Regions from separate parts of the Gossypium arboreum genome. Here region 1 is linked to region 2. The links are chromatin contacts, called in public Hi-C maps. All regions are on one chromosome and are shown on one strand. The core of a region is the stretch at or near the end of the contact, and the rest is flanking DNA. Distances in the headings are between cores, read along the strand shown.

Region 1 (3,344 bases), core at 236-2,735, 400 kb after region 2:
ATTGCATTAATTAATGGGATATTAATGATTATTTATTTTAGGCTGAATTGTATCTGCATGGCTGGCTTTGCAGGGTAACTCCCATGCAGTTTTTTCTTTTTCTTTTTTGGTCCTTAAAAAAACGTAAATGCTTGTAGCCTAATCCTTCAAACACAAACAAAATCTCCTTCACATTACAATAAAAATCCCATTGTGCCCAGTGCCGAAGTCATTCCCCACGCGCCTCCTTTCACTCGCCTTTCATACAACATGTGGGACCTACAAGCACTCATTTGCCTCGTGATTTGATGTTGGCTTGTTGGTTAAAGGCCATGCATGGGCCCAACAATGGGAGGCTTATGGTCCTACAAAGGGGAAAGATAGAAAAGTTAATTTGTGGCTTTGCTCCTCTATCATCATAGAATTTAAGATGTAGTATTTATATTTTATTTTGACATATTTTGAGCACTATTTTTATAATACTATTTGTTCTAATAAAATATTAATGTGATTTTTATTAAAAAGAAACTTTTTTAGCTAAGGATATAATAAGACACTATTCCTCGTAAGTCATAAGGTATTCAAGTTTGATTAGTAAAAAAATCAAATTTAGTTTGATAATTAGCGAAGAGAGGGAAAGCAAGGGCCCTAGCCCCTAATATGGAAAATTGTTTCCTTAGTCTTCACAAAGTTTATAAAATCTTAAGTTAATATATGGTAAAATTATAGTTTACCCTTAAAATACAATAATTTTGATTTGGTCCTAAAAACCATAAAAATATAAGTCAGTAAAATGGTGAAATTGTATTTTAGCTCAAAATTAATCTTGGCCCTTTAAAAACATTTTGGTTTCGCCCCAAAGCTCGAGCATCTTGAGCTATTAATCAAGCTAATTTGAACATCGTGATATTTGATTTGAGAGGCTCATGAGCCTAATTAAGCTTTTCATTTTAATAACTATTATGAACTATTATTATATAGAAAGAGATTAATCGAGCTTGAATTCGGTCTTCAGTACAAAAATTGACACTAGAGTAGAATAACTAAATTCTAAATTTGATGATAGTAAAGAGACTAAAAACAACAATCGACCAAGGATAAAGAGAATACTTGGCTTGGTTTGGTTTGTACACATGATTACCATCATGATTTTCAAAGCGCGTGGCACCAGCGACTGGGGAAGGTTTTGCAGTAGTTTTTTTTTTCCTGTCCAATTAGTCAACGGTCAACGAGGGAGAAAGCCGCTTTTTAAGCCGAGTTTAATAATATTAATAACAAGAGAGAGAAAAACTCCTCAAACAAGACACCTAACTGCGGTTAAAAAAGGACTTTAACATCAAAACAATAAAACACCTTTCTCAGTTACACGTTACAACTTCAATCCAATCATGGTTAAAATGAGGGATTTTAAACCATGGTTGAGTTAAAAAAGTCATGCACTTGAAGGCTAAACCAAGCCAAAGAAAAGAAAGCTATATATAATGATGATTGAGCCAATAGGGGGCCACTGACATAAGTCATGATTGATTCTATAACCATCTGTCTCTTTCTCTCTTATTAATCTCTGTTTGTATATATATAGTCCCATCTCCTCACTGTTTTGCTGAACCAAAAGCAAGTCTCTTGGTTGCTAAACCTCAGGCTATTTTCTATCTTTCTTTCTTCTTCTTTTTTTCTCGGAGTCCAAACAGAAAATAGTTGAGAACTTTGGTTGTAAGAAGAAGAAATGGGTGATAAAGATGATGGTTTGGGGTTGAGTTTGAGCTTGGGTTGTGGTCAGAATCAGCCTTCTTCTAAATTAAATTTCATGTTTTTAGCTTCTAACCCCTTGCAAAATCTTCAGCAGAACAAAACTTGGAACCGACTGTGTCTGTCTTCTGGTATGTTCTTTGTCCCCTTTGTCTTTTATTATTATTATTATTATAAAACCTGGTTAAATATAGAAGAATACATTGTATTTTAGGTTCAGATCTGTTTCGAGTTGCAAAGGTCACTTGCGTTTGGTGCGTGAGTTGTATACATTAAAGAAAAATTAGAATTTTTTATGAGGTTAAGTGTAATTTTATGTTGTATTAGCTAATGATTTCATCACTTCTGAAAGGACTAAATAAAAATCTTTTCATTTTTGGGAAGGCAGTGCAACTTTACCGTATAGTAATTTTTAATTCTATTATTTATCAGATGACTAAAACATAATTTTTCCATTTAAATGGAGCCATAGAGCCTGCCACTAATGTTAAAAACTCATGCATTTATGTTACTAGTATCTTGTTCTATATGCAACACACAGTATCGGTTTTCATGAAGGTTCCTAAGGGAGTAGGTAGCAGTCTTGGTGCCGTTTCCTATATTAAAAAAATATGGTGAAATTGTATGATTTTTTTGGTTCCTTCAAAAATGTATGACTCAATTTTAACGTTAATGAAGTGAGTGTTGTGATTTCGCAATATGCATGCAGATGGACACATGGATACAGGATCATTTCTTCGAGGAATCGATGTGAACCGAGCACCGGCAGCAACAGTCGATTGCGAGGAAGAAGGTGTGGGGGTGTCGTCGCCCAACAGCACTATTTCCACCATAAGTGGGAAGAAAAACGAGAGAGATCATGTTGCTGAAGAAACCGAGGCCGAGAGAGATTCTTGCTCTCGTGCCAGCGATGACGAAGATGGCGGTGGCAGTGCTGGTGGCGGCGATGCCTCGAGGAAGAAGCTTAGGCTTTCAAAGGAACAATCCATGGTGCTTGAAGAAACTTTCAAGGAACATAGTACTCTGAATCCGGTTAGTAGCAAATTCAATTAGTTTATTTTATGTCTTTTAAGGATTACAAAAGGTCATCCAACATTTAAAAATTATTTAAGTAATCAATTTTATCTTTTTTATCAGCAGTTACCTATCGTAAAAATAAAAATACCGGAAAATCCAAAGTAATTGGGCAATAAAAAAGACAAAATTGAATGGTTACTTGGTTTGGTTTTTTTTTTTATGACCAAAATGAAAAGAAAAAAACATTGTTGGGTGCCTTTAAAATTTTGGTTTTTGATGTTGGGATTAATTGGTTGTCTTGTGTTACATTGCAGAAACAAAAGTTGGCATTGGCTAAGCAATTGAATCTCAAGCCTAGGCAAGTGGAGGTTTGGTTTCAAAACAGAAGGGCAAGGTAAGTAAAGTAACTGCCCTTTTCCTTTCTTTTAGGGTTTAATAAAAGAACAATTATGCATTTATTTTTATTACAAGTTTTAAACACCCTCATTAATGTCTTGATATGGGCTAAGATTTGTCACTTTCAACTAAAGAAGATTTTCAAGGGATTCTGTGGGTGTTTTTCAATGAACAATAATAAAAAACCCTATTGGGGGGGGGGT
Region 2 (3,315 bases), core at 521-3,020:
AAATCATTCTCCTCAGATTCATCGAAGAAATCTATATTCCTGCAGAGAGAAGAAAGGGAATAAAAAATGAGTTATCACAACATGATGAAATTTTAAAAAAAAATAAACAGAACAACACAATAAAAAAGCTCTCAAGATTAACTGCTTGTTCAAATGAGAAAAGGAGCCTGAAGAAATTAGCACCTTAAGAAATTAGCCTCGCGCAATTCATCTGAAAGTATTGGAGTTAAAACAAACTGTGCAACATCTTTGGCTTGAACTAGAGATAACATCTGCATAAAGGAATCTACGTGCCTGGAAAAAGCACTGGAGCACTGGAGGAACATAACCATATTCTGAATTTGCATGGAAGAATCAGGACAGGCAGGATTAGACTGCAATTCCTCAATCTGAGCCATACAAAAATTCTTACCTAGAAAGGTGCAAAAGCTTCAATTTCATCATTCTGATCAACCATGTCAAAAAAAGAAAACAAAAATAAATCAAGAGTACATCCATTTAAGAAAACAACGCAACTTACCACACATTCTTGTCTCTGGATTTTCAGAATCAGATAAAGCAAGACCAACAGCAATTTTTTCAGACAGAGATAACTGCAGTGTTTTTGAGAAATTCTCCAGGAAATTCTCGCTGATATCCATACTTCTTAGGGACTGACAGAAGACAGTACAAAAGTTTGGCTTGTCCATAGCATGTCTAAAAATTGAGGCTACAACTTGTTCAGATTGCAAATTCTTTGAATCTGTTTTGTGAGAACTCAAGCAATCCAAACAGGTTTGCAGCACCAGAGTGTTTCCTTCGATTCCATATTCAATGAACTATCAAGAATCAACAGGCCAAATGTTATCCAGAATATTGCATTAAATAGAAAAGAATCACATAAAAGCCCCCATTTCAACCAGCTAGATATCACTTTTCACACCCCACCACAAGAACATATAGCTCTTCGTAAATTCACACTTCATTTCTAGATAAGCTGCGCAACTAGAAACTAGCTAACATGACTTGCTAGCCTAAGAGTACATCTTCTAGCTCATAAACTTTTAAATCTAAATTTACTTGTGAAACTCCGAATCAATTTACAAAATTATTAGCTACAAATTATATTGGCAACAGTCTAGGGATTTTTCTTCAAGAAAATCAACAGAAATCCTAACATCCACTACATTTCAGTAATACATATATATATGGATTCTTATGGCTCAAACAGCACCAAGCTAACTAATTGAGTAAAAAAAAGAGTTACAACGTGATCAAGCGAATTCTAGGGTTTTCTTTAAGTAACTCAATCTAATTCTATTAAATAAATACATTAAATCTAACGTCAAGTTTTGCATAATTCCAGGGTTTTCTTTAAGTGACCATACGAATCAATACAAATGTAACCTAAAAAACCATCGAATTGGCATTCGTAAGGAAAATTAGATAGCGAAAGACCAAAAATAAAAAACCTGGCAGAGTTCTCGAAAAACAGAATCAGCGTTGGCTTCGGTCAAGGACTGCAGCAAGAACCGAACGTGGCTTGAGAGTGTGGAGGAAAGCTCGAGCATGGTGAGTGAAGATAGATCGCGAGTGTTTTTCGATGGTAAAAGCTAGTGAGAAGATAAAAGGGGAATGGATTAGGGAAATGATAGGCTTTGAAGATTGGGGATATTGAGAGAACCGTCGAGAAAAAAAAAAGGTGAGCGCTGAACGTCTGAGAGAGTGTGTGTGTGTACGAAGAGTACAAATGATTTTGTGCAAAGTGACATGCGGGTCACGATTCTACAAGAAACTTTAAGAAACTAACAAATTTAGTCCCTGAACTTTGTTAACATTTCTCGATTGGATCTATGTACTTTTTTTTTGGACATATTCTCCTTGAACGTAGTAACCTTTTTCACTTTGGTCCTATCCCGATGTTCAATGTGAGTATGCACCAGCATAAGTCTAATTGTGAGGATTAAGGCCTATCCTGCAGTGCTTAAAAAAAGTACATCTTATTTCAAAAGTATTTTTAAAAAATGAGTTGTGCTAAATAAGTTGTTTTTTGTTAAAATTTTTAGTTTTTCTCTTCTAAAAGTATTTTTAGTGTTTAATTAATTTTTACCCTCAAATAACATAATACTTTTCCTCTTTTTTTGTGCTTAATTACAAATGTGTTAAAATCATTAATTAAAAATAAAAATATTTTTAAAATACTAATTACAAATATTTAATGGTTATATTTAAATATTTAAAATATAGTTTATATATTCTAAATAAATTTTATAAATAATTAATATTTATTGCTTAAAATTTTAAAATTTATATTTCATATATTAAAATATTAACAAGTTATAATATTTTTTATATTTTTACTAAAATATAATAATATTAACTAATTTAAATATTATTTAAATACATATTTGTTATTTGATAATAATATGTCTAAAATGGACATTTTATTTCTCAAAAATATTTTTGATAGCAATGCTAAACACTCAATTTTAAAATCAAACTTTTCAAAACACTTCTCAAAAGTACATTTTCATAACACTTTTCAAAAACATTGCCCAACTAACCTTAAGGGGATCCTAAGTCCCAATCAAAGCAACTCACAAGTAAAGCGATGGCCTCAAATATACTAAGCGAATTAAACTGCTACATGATACTTTGTTATTACGCTACTTCATTGTATACTTTATTTTTAAAATTATATACAAAATCTAAAAATTACAAAGTAATTATAAAAAAGCAAATGATTTTTAAAAAATAAGGTGATTATGTGCACAATATCTGAGTACCACATTATCGTACATTGTCAAAATTCAAGTTTAAAGATTAAATTGAAAAAAACTATCAAATTCTAACACTAATGCTAACCAAAAAACATTTTGTAGACCATTATAAAAAAATTACTAAATTTAAGGACTAAATATTACTTTCTATGAAGCAATGAAGCTTTTAAAAATGTTAGATGAAGCAATAAAGTAACATTTAGCCGCTAAACTAAACATTTTTTATTCATTGGTCCTTAAACTATTTTTCACCCATATTAGTCTTAGAATTTTGCAGTTTTTTTTTTCAATTTGATCCACAAATTTGAATTCTATTAAAATATGATGACATTGTACTATGAAATTGTGACACATCATCATTTGAAATTATTTTTTAAAATTCTTTACAATTTTTTTGGTATTTTTTAGATTTCATTTAAATTTCTTAAAAGTTTTATGTTAAGACTTAGCATAATCTCATAATATCACGATATCACACTTTAACGAACTACAAACTCACAGGTTAAATTGAGAAAAATTACCAGAATCAAAGATCAAATGTTGCAATGAAGTAATG

Evidence for each region. Hi-C and Micro-C count contacts between places; a contact is called where the count stands out from the background.
Region 1: a Hi-C map of leaf shows a contact between it and region 2, with 4 times the contacts expected there. The contact joins the promoter of LOC108480904 here to the promoter of LOC108452946 in region 2. A contact is called at or near these places in 3 of 5 Hi-C or Micro-C datasets (all in leaf).

What each region holds. Positions count from the first base shown.
Region 1 is chr12:86,555,400-86,558,743 of ASM2569848v2, forward strand. It overlaps LOC108480904 (homeobox-leucine zipper protein HAT3), which reads left to right and starts at 1,486. Exons shown (of 4, transcript XM_017784033.2): 1 at 1,486-1,859; 2 at 2,438-2,760; 3 at 3,060-3,139. The coding sequence starts at 1,706.
Region 2 is chr12:86,157,617-86,160,931 of ASM2569848v2, forward strand. LOC108452946 reads right to left here and starts at 1,771. Exons shown (of 51, transcript XM_017750763.2): 1 at 1,452-1,771; 2 at 521-818; 3 at 184-412; 4 at 1-39. The coding sequence starts at 1,550.